3 separate regions of the Sus scrofa genome follow, and all the other regions are linked to region 1. The links are chromatin contacts, called in public promoter capture Hi-C maps. All regions are on one chromosome and are shown on one strand. Each heading gives the region's core, a stretch centred on a gene start, on an enhancer-like site or on the middle of the called end of the contact. The rest is flanking DNA. Distances are from core to core; before and after follow the strand shown.

The links. Promoter capture Hi-C pulls out the DNA fragments that hold promoters and counts their contacts.
Region 2: a contact with region 1 is called in a promoter capture Hi-C map of fetal skeletal muscle, with 4 times the contacts expected there. The contact joins the promoter of EFS here to the promoter of NGDN in region 1. A contact is called at or near these places in 1 of 5 promoter capture datasets (fetal skeletal muscle), 1 of 47 Hi-C or Micro-C datasets (epiblast stem cells) and 1 of 2 datasets of contacts at active chromatin or transcription factors (skeletal muscle).
Region 3: a promoter capture Hi-C map of fetal skeletal muscle shows a contact between it and region 1, with 5 times the contacts expected there. The contact joins the promoter of PABPN1 here to the promoter of NGDN in region 1. A contact is called at or near these places in 4 of 5 promoter capture datasets (fetal liver, fetal skeletal muscle, liver and 1 more), 18 of 47 Hi-C or Micro-C datasets (adipocytes, brain, embryonic fibroblasts and 11 more) and 2 of 2 datasets of contacts at active chromatin or transcription factors (alveolar macrophages and skeletal muscle).

Annotation. Positions count from the first base shown.
Region 1 is chr7:75,625,771-75,630,802 of Sscrofa11.1, forward strand. It overlaps NGDN (neuroguidin), which reads right to left and starts at 3,677. Exons shown (of 11, transcript NM_001244788.1): 1 at 3,637-3,677; 2 at 3,223-3,282; 3 at 2,548-2,619. The coding sequence starts at 3,648.
Region 2 is chr7:75,717,780-75,722,666 of Sscrofa11.1, forward strand. It overlaps EFS (embryonal Fyn-associated substrate), which reads left to right and starts at 2,254. Exons shown (of 5, transcript XM_013978208.2): 1 at 2,254-4,671. The coding sequence starts at 4,429.
Region 3 is chr7:75,755,121-75,759,787 of Sscrofa11.1, forward strand. PABPN1 (poly(A) binding protein nuclear 1) reads right to left here and starts at 1,402. Exons shown (of 7, transcript NM_001243548.1): 1 at 1,044-1,402; 2 at 569-683. The coding sequence starts at 1,394.

The DNA of each region.
Region 1 (5,032 bases), core at 2,427-4,926:
CATTGGTTTTTCTTGTGATTTTATGCATCTTCTAAACTTTCTAAAATTAAGTGTCTCACACTTACTAGCAGAAAATCCTAATTTATTATTTTAAATAAAAAAAGTTACATGTGTAAGCAGACTTACAGTTTTTTTAAAAAGTCACCGTGACTGAATAAAATGAAAATGAAAAAGACCACAGCCTGTGGGAGACCTATTTCAGACAGGTTATATACTCTACCTAAAATTACACAGTTATAGGAGTACAGCTGCGATTCATACTCAGTCTGACTCGAAAAACCAAGCCCTGGGCATCTTTAAATCAACATGCTAAGCTCTTGCGATCAATGCTAGCATGACACAGGAGGACAAGGAAAGGATTTAAAGAGAGACAAATCAAGTTTAACTTTGAATTAGGCATTCAATAGTCAAATAGTGGGTAAATTATTACCTCAGTCTCCTTTCCTTTCTTTTCCTGCCCACAAAAGTAATTATGAGGCTCAAATAAGATGTGAGAGCACTTTGTAACCAGTAAAGCACCTACTAAAAGTCTTCGATCCTGAAAGTTAATAAATATCTGTTCAACAAACATATAGTGATCTAAAATACAAAAGAGCAGCCCAACTCAAAAAGGTGTTAGAATGGATCAAAGCATGGCACTCAGAAAAAAAGACAGCCAAGAATTTGAGAAATAGGCTCTTCTGACATGCTTGGGCACTGTCAAGTTCAAAATGGGTTACAAGTGAATGAGAGAAAAACAAGGAATAAAAAGCAAAGATTGAAAAATGAGAAACAAGGAGTTCCCGTTGTGGCTCAGTGATTAACAAACCCGACAGTATCCATGAGGACTCAGGTTCTATCCCTGGCCTGAACAGTGGGTTAAGGATCTGGTGTTGCCATGAGCTGTGGTGTAGGTCGCAGACGTGGCTCAGATCCCATGTTGTGGTGGCTATGGCACATGTCCGCAGCTACAGCTCCAATTAGCTCCCTAGCCTGGGAACATTCATATGCTGTGGGTGCGGCCCTTAAAAAAAAAAAAAAAAAAAAAAAAAAAAAGGTGTGTGTGTGTGTGTGTGTGTAGGGGGGGGGGAACATGACAGGAAAGGTCAGGAGTTCCCATTGTGGCTCAGTGGTAACAAAACTGACTAGTATCCATGAGGATGTAGGTTGGATCCCTGGGCTCACTCAGTGGGTTAAGGATCTGGAATTGCCGTGAGCTGTGGTGAAGGTCAAAGACTTCTCAGATCCCATGTTGCTCTGGCTGTGGCGGAGGCCAGCTCTGCAGCTCCAATTCCACTCTGGCCTGGGAACTTCCATGTGCTGCAGGTACGGTCCTAAAATGCCAAAAACAAAAAAAGTCAACTAAAATGAATAATGAGGAAAAAAAGGCAAATGAAGATACATCAAAAATTCACTTAGCTATCGTTCTAAAACACAAATCTGCTATAAATCTCATGCTTAAAAATCCATCAATGATTTTTATTAATGATAATGATTTTCATATTTCTGTTGAATATTTTGCTTAAATATTTTAGGAGAAAGCTCAATACACAAAATAGGTAACACCCAAATTTTCCAGTTCAAGCAGGTATGAGGGATCCAGAGACCTTCTATATTGCCCCGTACCCAGTGATTCCCTGAGAAGGTTCTACAAGATCTAAATTTGAAAACTACCATATTTAATTTTAAGATACACATCATCTTGACATTTTGACATCCCTGAAGTCAGGATACATCTTTAAATCAATGATATCTTAGCATTATGGCATAGATTAAAGAGCAGCATTTTTTTCTTAATATATTAAGTGATATATCCCCAATTAACAGTATTTTAAATTAAATGAAATACAACAGTAACTCCTCAGTTGGCTTACAAAGCACTTTACACAAAATGACTACTCTTCCAGTTTTATTTTCTTACCCTTTCCACCCCAACACACACAAAATGTACAGCCAACCACCCTACATGACTTACCTCCTTTCCCAGAATATCACCATGCTTTTACGTCTTTGTAAATTTGCACACGTTGTTTCTTTCTGTCCCTCTGACTCCCATTTATTTCTCACAATTCCATTACCTCTTTTGAAACGCCCTAACTTCCTTTGCTCCTCTGGTAATTATTTAACCTCACTCCTCAGCCTGCACAGCCGCTCATCATGAGTCAACATGACTGCTACCGCTTATACCTATTGCTTTCACCTGCCTCCTCTACTAGACTTCAGCACAGAAACTGGATTTTACTCATCTTCGAAGCTCCAGCACTTAGGACACAAAAGATACTCATTAATCTACAATGGAAAGAACTGCTGAGAACATCAGGTCAGGAGTTCCCATTGTGGTTCAGTGGGTTAAGGACCCAACACTGTCTCTGTGAGGATGTGGGTTTGATCCCTGGCCTTGCTCAGTTGGTTAAGGATCTGGTGTTGTCATGGCTATGCCTTAGGCCCCAGCTGTAGCTCCAATATAACCCCTGGCCCAGGAACATCCATATGCCCAGGTGCAGATGTAAAAACAAAACAAAACAAAAACCATCAAGTCAAAGGATGCTTGCTCTTCAATTGTCTTACCTTTTCTGTAGGAAAGGCCTTAGCTTGAACTTTTTTGGTCAGGGCTTGCACTTGTGCAGTGACAGCTATCACCTGAAATTAATCCAAACAAAACAACTGACTAGAATACATCAGGTCATCTCTGTGAGCTGTGAAGGGCAAAAGCTAAACAATGCCACCTAAAAACTATCTGGAACACTGCCTAAAGTACATCACTCTCTTATTTTCAGTTCTGGGAAAACAGAAGAAACAGCTTTTGATACTTCTTCAAAAGACAGAAAAAACTTTCTACTTCTTTAAAAAGGTAAAGAGACCATCTTACCAAACCATGGGAAAGGGATGAGAACACTGTAGCTTTGTACAGACTGAACTTTAAATACATAGAATTATATAAAAGTATATTATCTGGGCACTCAAATGGTAAACTATATCACCTCTCTCAGTTTCCTTAGCTATAAGAACAAAAGAAACTGATTCATTTGCTTTTTTCCTGGAGTTTTTGTATTCTTTCAGAGGCAGAAATCAATTACTTTTCATTGTAGCCTGAAAAGGTTTGCATTAAATCATTTTGCTCTTATGGTATTTGGTTATTCAAACATACGCTCCCAAATCACCAAAGTTTAGAAGTGAGGCACACAAAGTCAAAGCTCATCAGTGACTAATACTAATCTATTCCAAAGGGGTGCCATTACTCACCTGTTCCTGAAGGTTTTTCAAAAGTGCCACAGCATTTGGCAGGTCCGACTCCAGCACCTCCTACCGAAGGGAGAAAAAAGAAAAGCCATTCTTTCCTTAGGATTATAAGACCTGACGTCTGTGGTGGAAAAGTCCCCTCTCTCCTTCAAACATCCCAGACTTCCTGCCTTCTCACTGTGGTATACAAGCAGCCTCGCCTCACAGCCGGCCGGCCCCTCACGTTACTGGAAAGAAGCTGTAACCCCCAACCCCGTCTCCCTATTACTGTTTTTGTCCCGCTGTGGCAGGAAGAACGCCTCCCTGAAGCAACTTTCATCACCACGCTTCCCTCGCGTCAATAATTTGCCTCAAACCACTGCGGGGAAAAGAAACGTCCACAACAGCAAGCCTAGGAAGGATACACACGACACTTACCGGCGCCGCCATCTTCACAAAACCCGCCCCTTCCGGAACCGTACTTCCTGAGAGCTGATGTCTTGATGGACTTAACTGGCTTGCAAATCTAAGCCAATAGGAATGGGGGCTCTCTTACTTCCGGCCCGAACAGGATGTACGAGAGGAAGGGCCGGGACCGGCCAATGAAATAGAAGAACTGGCTAAATTCGTCAGACTTAGGAGGTGCTCTCACCACTTAAAGATGCTCTTGGAAAGAAGCGTTTGATTCGTAGATTGAGTAGACTGATTGGAGCTAAGCCAATAAAAACTGAGAAAGTGATTGATTGACTGTTGGAAAGGTCCAATAAAAAAAGGAGTTAGTTGCGCGAGCTGAGAGCGTATTGGCTCCTGAATGCCGCAGTACCCGGACTCTTTTCCCGATGTTTCCGTTGCTTTGTCAGAATCCGCCGCTAGGTGACAGGCCTTGGCTTTGGTCTAAGAAGGTGGCCACTTATGGAACCGCCATTCCAAGCGGCTGTTCCAATGTAGGCCTTGCCAGACACCTCACAGACCCGCAAGGCCTTTGTGTGATCTTGGAGAAATCCTTCCATATCTGAGCATTTTTCATCTGGACGTACGAGAGTTTGGCCCAGAGAAGCCCAGAGCCAGAGTTTAGACACGTACAATAAGGTCACTCACCTGCTTCCTGCGCACTTGGGGGCACTGTGTAAAGATACCATGGGTGCTGCCCCAACACTCCTCCTACCAGTTTGGGGAGATGAAGAGGAAGACGTTTAACAATTGAGGAAGGCAGTTCAGAGTTAGGAGATTTTCCCCTGGTCACAGGGGTCCCTGAAGAACCTGGTGCAAACTCAGCCTATGCATGGAATTTCACCATGTTTTGCCTCATCTTTTCTTTGAAAGATTTTCAAATGCTTCTTTTTCTTTCTTTCTTTCTTTTTTTTTTTTTTTTTTTTGTCTTTTTAGGGCCACACCCGGGGCATATGGAAGTTCCCATGCTGGGGGTCGTATCGGAGCTGTAGCCACTGGCCTACACCACAGCAATGCCAGATCCAAGCCCGCGTCTGAGACCCATATCACAGCTCAGGGCAACCCACTGAGCGAGGCCCGGGATGGAACCGCATCCTCATGGATACTGAAGTAGGGCTCATTACTGCGGAGCCATTAAAGGAACCCTTCGAAATACTTGGAAAAATGTCATCTCACTCCCACATCTTACAGGCTGATAAAATCAACTGGATGGGCATTAATAGTTCCATGGTCTGCCTTGGGAAATAAGCACCACAGGGGAGAATCATGGTCTTGAATTTTACCTGCAACTGTGGAGCTGACCTAAGACTGGAAAAGTGATTTCTTTGACTTGGAACCATCTTCTGGAATTAAGCAAGGAATAGCTTCCATATCTCAGCAACCA
Region 2 (4,887 bases), core at 1,004-3,503, 91 kb after region 1:
GCCTGAGAACTTCCCTATACCACAGTGAAGCCCTAAAAAGACAAAAAAAAAAAAAAAAAAAAGAGGGAGAGAGAGAGAGAGACAGGGAACCCAGTCTGGCCTGAGAGACATGCAGAGAATCAGAGTGAACAGGACAGAAAGTCCAGCAACTTCTTCCCCCAGCCCAGCGAGGCCTTTGGCTTACTCAGCTTTGTCCAACAGTCGTGGCTGCCCTGTTCATCAATCCATTTGTCAAACACTTACTGAGCATCTGCTATCCACCAGGTACCATTCTAAATGCTACTAGGAATGCAGAGGAGGACAATCCAGATAAGGTCCCTGCATCAGGAATCTCAGGTTTTAGGAGGAAACAGATGGCAAACAAGGAAGTGAGATAATTTCTGATAATGATAAGTGCTATGAAGAAAATGAAACAGTGTTAGAAGACAGGGAATTACTGGACAGTGGGGAGTGGGTAGTGAGAAGGGGCACCTTTAGCTTAAAAAGCTAGGGAAGGCTCCAAAGATGCAGGATTTGACATGATGATGGAAAAGGGTCTGGGGCAAGAGTGGTCCAGGCAGAGGGCACACGACATTCCACCCAAAGGTGGAAGAGCTTGGCATGTTTGAGAAACAGAAAGGACAGTATGGCTAGAAAAACAAAGGCTAAGGGTGAAGGGAAGAGATGGGTAGGGACCAGATCACATAGCGTCTTACAGGCTGTGGTGGAACATTTAGATTTTACCCAGGGTCAGTGAGAAGGTATCAACTGTATTCAAGCATGATCTACGTGATGGCAGTTTCTTCAGGGCAGGCACCATGTCCTTGACCTTCTGCTGCCCCATAGAGCTGGCATCAAATGACAGTAAGATTTGCTTTGAGCCAACATTTACACATCATGGACCAGGCACGGTTCTCAGGATTCTCTTAATCCTCCGTTCCATTATTATCCTACTTGACGGACAAGGAACCTGAGGCTCCAAGAGGTCACATAGCTTGCCCAGGTTGGACTTTGCCAGGGTTGGAACCAGGATTAGAACTCAGGGAAGCTGGATGCTAATGGGGCTAAAGAGAGGAGAACTGGAAGAATTCATAAGCACTTGAGATGTTCCGCAAATCAAGAAGAACAAGAACAGGTCAAGAAAGTCATGACGGAATGGCATGAGGACGAGACCAGCTGTGGATGAGCTTGGCCTTGCTGGGAAGGGACAAGATTGGAAGAGAAGACTGGGACCCAGAAGGCCAAATGGAGAGGTTCCTTCCTTCCTACCCCCTGAAGAATGGCAAAGACAAGCCTGAAGCTGAGGGCCCTCCTGTCTGAGGCAGGGTCTTAGCAACCCACCCAAACTAACCTGGGGCTCAGAACCCTCCCTGAACAAGTCAGAATCATGTTAAACTTTTGTTTGGGAACAAGAGGGCAGAGATGAGGCCTAAGAACAGGGAGAAGTCTCCTCCTGCCCTCAACAAACACTTTGAGCTCTCACCAAGGTTCAAGCTGTGGGGGGAGTGGGGAGCCATGCAGAGCCAAGGTGAAGAGGAAGAGCCATTGTGCCATGGACTTTACACATATTTACTCACCAAAGTCGCTGTCCAGATGAGGAACTGAGCAACAGAGATGTTGCAGATCTTGACCAAGGTCACCCAGCTGACAAAACAGGATTCACTCCTGAGTCTAACTGGCTCCACTCCCTGCCTGAGCACTCCAGAAACACAGACTTGTTTTCCTGCAGGTTTGCACTCGGCTCCCCAGTCACCTAGCCGCAGGCACAGGGCCTCAATGCCCACATTTCAAACCACCGTTTTGCCAGCACTTCCTTCCTGCTTAGTCTTTTCTGGCTTCCATCTATTTTCCCCTTGTGCCAGTCAGAGCGGTCATCTTTGGGAACTGGGTTTCCTGCCCACCTCCATCTTGAGCCCCACCTCCATCTTGTGCCTTGGCAGCCCCCTGGGCAGTGGTCATGCCAAGTCATTCTCCAGCTGCTAAATTCCAGGCAGCCAGACCCCCCAGGGCTGTGGTCTGGAAGAAGCTGCATCAGGCTGGAGCTGGAATGGGGGAGCTCTCTCTTCAGATGCATCTGTAAATTTAAAAATTCCTCTCTCAGGGTTCCTGTTGCAGCGCAGAGGAAAGGAATCTGACTAGTATCCATGAGGATGCAGGTTCGATCCCTGGCCTCGCTCAGTGGTTTAAAGATCTGGCATTGCTGTGAGCTCTGACGTAGGTCTAAGACAGGGCTCGGATCTGCCATTGCTGTGGCCAGCAGCTGCAGCCTGGATTCAACCTAGCCTGGGAACTTCCATAAGCCACACGTGTGGCCCTAAAAAGCAAAATAAAGTTCCTCTCCCATCCTAAGAGAGTCTGAGTCTGTTCATAGGTGCCCAAGCAATGAGGGGGTCGGATGGAGCTGGGGCAGGTATCCCCCCTCCCCTACTGGCTCCCTACCTTTCCTCCCACCTACCTGGACACGGACACGTGGGCCCGGAATGTGGGGTGGGGGGGTGCTGGTAGGTGGGAGGAAAGGTAGGGAGCCTCTATCCAAGGCCTCAAGTTCACAAAGCGCCTTAAATTAGACTTCTGATGTTATCGCCAAATGAGGTTTTACACAGAGCCATTGTCTGTTCACGTGTTTGAAGTGTTAATGCGCTAAATGTAAACATTGAAAATATACCACAGCTTTTCAATCCTGTTTGGCATCTCACTTTTTAAATTCCAGGAAGCTCAAAAACGGAAGAAGGAAGGTTCTCTGGAGTTTCTGAGGGGCCTTGATGTATGCCCCCAAAGGAAGAACGCGGAGTGGGGGCTAGGTGGAGGGAAGTTGCGCCCACAAAGGAGCAGTAAGTAATAGGGCAGGAGAGGTGTGGGGACCCCAGAGCCCCGCCCTTTCTGCTGAAGCTCCTGAGGGGCCAGAACGCAGCTCCTCTGAAAGAGTCCTATCCGCTGTCCTCAGTTCTCCTCCTCCTGGCAGCAGGAGTGAGCCAGAGTGACGGCGAGGGACAGGCCCGGACTGGCTGAGGCGGCACGACCGGCGGGGCGGCAGCTCTGGGACCCGACGCTCAGGCAGCACGTTCTCTCCTCAGGTCCAGAATCCGTGTCCAGCCCCAGCCCCGCGACCTGCCTCCCCCGCAGAGAGAGGCCAAGCCAAGAGAGTGGAGCGGCTCCGCGGAGGACCCCAGAAAGACGGAAGAGGCGCGCTCCCTCCCACGGGAAAGACAGATGTGGGGCTACTGAAAGGCGGGCAGAGAGGCGCGGGGCAGGCGGGGGAGAACAGGAGCGTGACCGGGAGAGGAAAGCTCTCCGGAGGGAGCGAACCAGACCACCGGGAGGTCCGCCGCGACGTCGGGCAGGAGCAGGCGCCGGGGAGAGGAGCCAGGAGGGGGCGTGCAATTTGGCCCGAGGGTCCTGAGCTGAAACTCAACACCCGCCTTTAGAGGGAACGTCCCCCTTTCCCCTCCGCCCCTTCTCTTCCCCTCCCTTTTCCCCTCCCTCCTTTCTCTTAATCCCTGGGACTGAGCCCCGCGCCGGAGCGGAGAGGGCCCGAGGGGAGGAGAGAGGAGCTGCACTGAGAGGGCGCCGGGAGCCCGGGAAGGGGAGGGAAAGGGAGCTGCGAGCCGGGGGTGAGCCTCGGGGCCACGCGCCACCCCTCCCCCCGGAGCCTTCCTAGTCGTCTCAGTGTCCCCCAAACCCCACCTTCAGGCGAGTCCGCAGGACCCTGGTCCCTGCTCCTCCTTCGCATTCTCTTTGGTCCTTCTTTTGCTTTGTGGCCTTTCTCTCGGTTCCCAGAGACACCTGGGCTGCCCCGAGCCCTGGGGCGCGCGGAACGGCCCCACAAAGGGTGCGAGTGAGCAGGACGAGGGGGCTGGTTCCGAGGGCCAGGGGGCTGAGGGCTGGAGAGGGGCGGGTGGGCCCCTCTGGCGCGTGGGGAAGGCCGTTCCGCCCCTTCGAGCCGGGCCCTCGCGCGGGTGGCGAGGCGCCGTCGCCGCGCCCCCAGATCCCCGGGCGAGTGTGCCTGCGTGGGAACCCGCCTCCCCAGCGGCCGCGGTCTCAGAGCCCTTCGGCGCCAGCCTGGCCTCCGCTCAGCAACTCGGAAGAGTTTAAAGAGGGACGAACGTCTCCGTCCTGATCCCTCCGCCCTCCCTCGGCGCCGGACCCCAGCCCCAGGAGCACCGCACTCCAGGCCGGCTCCCGGCTAAGGAGGGTTGGCTCCTAAACTCGCTCGTCCAGCCCGACCGTCCCGGCAGCTTCTCCCTGCCCTCGGGGCCGTCCTGAGCGGCCCGGGGAGGCGTCGAGGCGCAGCCCCAGCTCCCGCCTCTTCTCCTTTCCCGGCCCTGGAAGGGAGGTTTGGGCCCATGCGGACCCGGGGTGCCCCCGCGGCCTAGGGCAGGCAGCTCCCCGGCCTGGCCCACCCGGCGGCCCCCGGGAGGCCGCGGGACAGTGCAGAGCGCGCGCCCTTGGATGAGGTCCCGCAGCGACGCCCTGGCCCGCCCCGCTCCTCCTCCTGCCCGACCAAGCTGCCTCCCATTTGGGGAGTTTTGTGGGTTTTCTTTTTCCTCCTCCAACCTCCGCGGAGGCCACGACTCAGGCGCCGCTGCTGGGGGCCGCCTCCATGGTGTGGGGCAGCCGCTGCTGAAGTCAGCGAAACAGCCTGGCCTGGAGCTGGCCACGCGGAAGGCCAAGGCCATGGCCATAGCCACGTCGGTGAGTCCACCAGAGAGAGGAGACTGCTGGGCAGAGACCTCCACAGTTTGTCCTGCACTCCTGTCACTTTGATTTCTGCCTTCTCTTTGTCTGGCTCCTTGGTCTCTTGCTTCTCTAGGTGGTTGTGTCCCCCTCCTGGCACTTTGTTTCCCTCACTCCCTCTTACTCCTCGTCCCAAGCTCCTTCTGGGTCTGGTTTCCCCTTCTCCCTTCCCCC
Region 3 (4,667 bases), core at 152-2,651, 130 kb after region 1:
TACAGTAGGTGCTCATTAAATATTTGACAAACGAAAGAAGAGATCAATACATTAAAAGAAAAAAACAAACTAAAAAAAACCACAACAGTACAGGAATTCCCTCCCAACCCCAAATCAAGTCCCTATTGAATAGCTTTGGTTGCAATGATCTGGAAAGTGAACAAAATTAAGTGGGCTGAGATTGGACGTTTCTGGATTAGAGAGGAAGCCCCCTGAAGCTGAGCAGTTCTCTTAAGACTCCTAACTAAAGGGTCTCCAACTGAGAGAACTATTGGACTTGAAGGTCAAATGCCAGCTGGCAACCTTCACAAAGGGCAGAGAAAGACTAAGAACAAAGAGCAACACATTTGTAACAGGAACAAAGGGAGGCACAAGACTACCATCACCAAAACAGACTCGGTCTCACAAAGGTCAGAAACACACAACGGACTACGACCGAGGCACCTGCCCAATAACTGCTCAGACAAGCAGCTCCAAGGTATGGAGCATCCAATCCCATATGAACCGTGCTCCCATAACCCTTCCAATGCGAGAACCTGGGATCCGCGTGTAACCGCCAGTTACTCACCATTGCCTGGTGGTGGACTCATATTCATCTGCTTCTCTACTTCGTTCTGTAGCTCCTTTAGCTTCTCAGCTTCTTCCTCCATCTCCCTGACTCGAGCTTTGATCGCTTCCAGCTCCTACAATGAGTGGGGAGGGTATGGAGAAGAGCTTAAGAGGAACCAACGCAGGGGCTTTGCCCTGCTCTCGATCGGCGCGCGGCCCCAGCCATGCTCTGCCATTTCCCTTGCCCCACGCGAGGGTCATGATAAAAAGAAAATCAAGCTACCTTTTTTAGAACAACACTAGACACCCATTACGTCCGAATCCACCCGGCTGGGCCCCTTCTGGCGGTCGATGCTGCGTCCCCAGCCCGGCCCCAGCCACGTTATTCCCCGCCCACCCCCACCCCCCGCCCGCCTCCCGCTCGCCCGAGCTCTGGGCCTCCCGTGACCCGGCCGGCCGGTCGCCGGCCTGCTCGCTCGCCCTCCTTCCCTCACCGGGTCCTCAATGGCGCCGTCCCCCGGGTCACCCTCGACCAGTCCCGGCTCCTCCTCCTCCTCCTGGCTGCCGGGGGCTCCCGAGCCAGGCCCAGGGCCCGGAGCTCCTGGGGGGGCGCGGGGCCGGGGCGGCTCCTCTTCGGGCTCGGGCTCCGGCTCGGGCTCCAGCAGCAGCTCCTCAGGCTCCAGCTCCTCAGACTCCAAGCCGTTCCCGTAGTCCCCTGCGCCCCCCGGGGCCCCCTCCCCGGCCTCCCCACCGGCCCCGGGCACAAGATGGCGCCGCCGCCCCGGCCCGGAGCCCCGACCGCCCGCAGCCCCCGCTGCTGCTGCCGCCGCCGCCGCCGCCGCCATCGCCGCTCAGACTGGGGCCCGCCGCCCAACGATTGGAGAGCTGCGCCGGCCACGCCGAGGATTCATTAGTCAAGCAGCCTGCCCATCACGGCGAGCTAGGAGTCCATTGGAGAATATTACTTGGCAATCAAATAAGACCCCACCCCTAAGGCGGGGGATTGCCCCAAATTCTCAAATCCCGGTAGGGGAAATCGGTCTGTCAATCAACGCACGTACCACCTCCTCTCAAGCCCTTAGGTAACAATGCCGCCACGCTGTGACGACGTTCTTGCTTCTCCCCCGCCTACGGGCGGATCCGCAAAGTATGGCGCTCCGTGATTGGCCGCTGGCTGAGCGAGTGGAAAGGACCAATCTAGCGATCCCCTCGCCGGAGTGGCCCAGTCTCAAACGCCGACTGGCTCGCGAGATTCGAAGGGCTGACCCCCGTTTTGTGACAGGTGAACTTTGCCCCCAAACGAACTGCTCGGCTTCCAGCGAGGGAAACCCTAGGTCACATGACTAGTCTTTAGGGTGCCGCCATCTTGATACTGTTGGTTGCCAGTATCAAGGTTGAACTTTTGAAAGGCAGAGGTCGGAAACTCTGCGGCGGTTTCTGGAAACCTGTTTCTGGGCACCAGGAATGCCCCAGTAGGTGGGATGTTGCTGGAAATGGAGGGTTCCGAATGGCGCTCTCCAGGAAGGAGCTTACCTTTCCCACTCAGGTTATTGGCACCATTATGCACTAGGTCTCCCCAAACCAGAAAGCAGGGAGGAATTCTCACTCCAGTACCAGTCACAAGTTCTAACCGTGCTGTCTTCCTACATAGGCATACTTTCCAAGCATTCTGCTTATGTCCCAGTTTCAGCCTGTTTTTCTCTTGCTTGGAATGTTTGCTACAACTCCCTAATGTGTCAGCTTCCAGTGTCACCATTTCAATCCACACCACTACCAGACCGAACTGGCTCCCCTTTGCTGGCCAGGTAAAGTCTTAAAATTCCTTGCTGAGGCCTTAAGAGACCTCAGGACCAGACTACTTGGTGTTATTTCCACAATCTTCATTCCAGCGGGTGTATCTGCACCCAGGTCTGTGCCTCTACATGCAGTCAGTCCTTTTTCAAGCAGACAGCTACAAACCCCGTCTTCACCTCCCCTGCGGAAGCCTTCCACTAGCCTCCCGTCTTCTCCCTTGACAAGCGGTCCTTCCTCCGCTGTGCGTTTGAGTGTTCTGTGCTGCCTTTCCTAACTAGAGTTTGCAAGAGCTTGGAGACGAGATTGGACTCTAAATTTGCACCTCCACCATGGGGGCAACATGCCTAGAACATAGTTTTCAATGGTTGACCACAGGATGCATGGGCTGAGGATCTGGGTGCCACCCTTCATCTTCAACGCTTTCCCAGCCCCCAGCCCCTCCTATAGACCCTAGAGGAATTCCACCGCACTGCTGCACTCTTGAGATACCACTGAGACCTAGCCCTGGAAGGCAGGATTGCTACAGTTTAGGGGTGATGCTACTCATTTATTAAAAAGGAAGGAACGGCGGTGCTAAGTTTGCAAGAGGGATATTTATAGCCAGACCAAGCTACCGGTTTCAGAGCCAGATTCACATGAGCTCAACCAAATAGTTAAACAACCTGGACAGGATGTGCATGGCTGGGGTAGGGGGATTTGGATGAGAAGAGATTCCTATTAGCAAACCAAAGTCAAAAGTTTCCCAGTATACCCCATTCTTCCCCACACCCTCATTTTATCACACAAATTCTTACCTCAGGAATAGGGGAACTTGGAGCAGAGTCACAGTTGCTTAAAATTTCACTGAAAATTACTTCATCAGCCATCTCAGCTTCAGTGGTCTGGGAGAACTTAGTTGAACACCGAAGATAAGCTCTAAACAATTGTGAGTTTGCTGGAAGAAAAATCTTCTCTACTGATTTTAAGCAAACCAAGTCTTAGGTGTTTATTGGTACCTAATTACCTTTTTTTTTTTCTTTTTTGGCCACCCTGAGGCATATGGAGTTCCTAGGCCAAGTATCAGATCTGAGCCCCGGTTTGCAGCAACACCGGACCCTGGGCCAGGATCTGAGGACCCATTGTGCCAGGCCAGGGACCCAGCAGGGGTCCTGGCTCTGCAGAGTTGCTGCCAACCCTATTGTACTACAGTGGGAGCGCCTATTGGCACCTAATTTAAACTAAGAAAGCCAATTAAGGGAAATGTGATTTTTTAAAATAATGCCCTTGAACCTCGATTTTGTTGAGCACTTGATTTTGTTAACAGACACCAATCCTAGACTCCTTGTTATATTCTTATTGAATTCTCACATGAAGTAAGAGTCTAAAAACCATAACCTTTTTTAGAGATGAGGAATGAAGTAACTTGCCCAAGTCAAGGAACTAATTAGAAATGAGTAGAGAATTCAAAGCCAGCTTTCAAAGCTCAGATCAAAATTACTATAAGGTCTGTTTTAATACACAAAGATTATAGTTCGCAAGTGTTGAAATTGAGAAGACTAAATTCCAGCAATAGACAAATGTTCAGGCAAACTATAATTATACCCAAAAATTATTATGCACCTGTTTTTAAAAAAAAGTTTACACACAACGTGTGATAAACTTGCAAAAATAATTTTCGGTAGGTCAGAGAATGTAAAATTGTATTTAAGTATTATTAAAATTATGTATATCTGATTTTAAAAAAAAACCAATTTGGGTTTTGGGGCAAAAACAAAACAAAAAAAGTATGATCTTTTCTTTGGCAATATATAACAAAAGCTTTTAAAATGTTGAGATTCTGGGAGTTCCCTGGTGGCCTAGTGGTTAAGGATTCAGCATTGTCACTGTGGTGGTTCAGGTTTGATCCCTGGCCCATGAATTTCCACATCCTGTGAGGGTGGCAACAAAAAAAAAGAAAAAAAGAAAAAAATAATCTGAAAACTAGACAAACATTTGAAAATAAAGATGTTTGTCAAAGTGAAAAAGTGTCCCAAGTGGGCCTTTTAAGGAAAATTATTGTACATAATATATGTCACTTTATATAATGATTATGCCTTAAAAACACTTAAAAATTTTTTAAAATTTTTAAAAATTTTTAAAAATTTTTTAAAAATATATTTTTTCTTTTTATCACCAAACCTGTGGCATATGAAAGTTCCTGGACTAGGGATTGAATCGGAGCTACTGCTGCCAGCCTATGCCACAGCTTGCAGCAATGCCAGGTCCTTGACCCACTGGGCAAGGCCAGGGATCGAACCTGCATCCTCGCGGAGACTGTGTCTGGTTCTTAACCCACTGAGGCATAA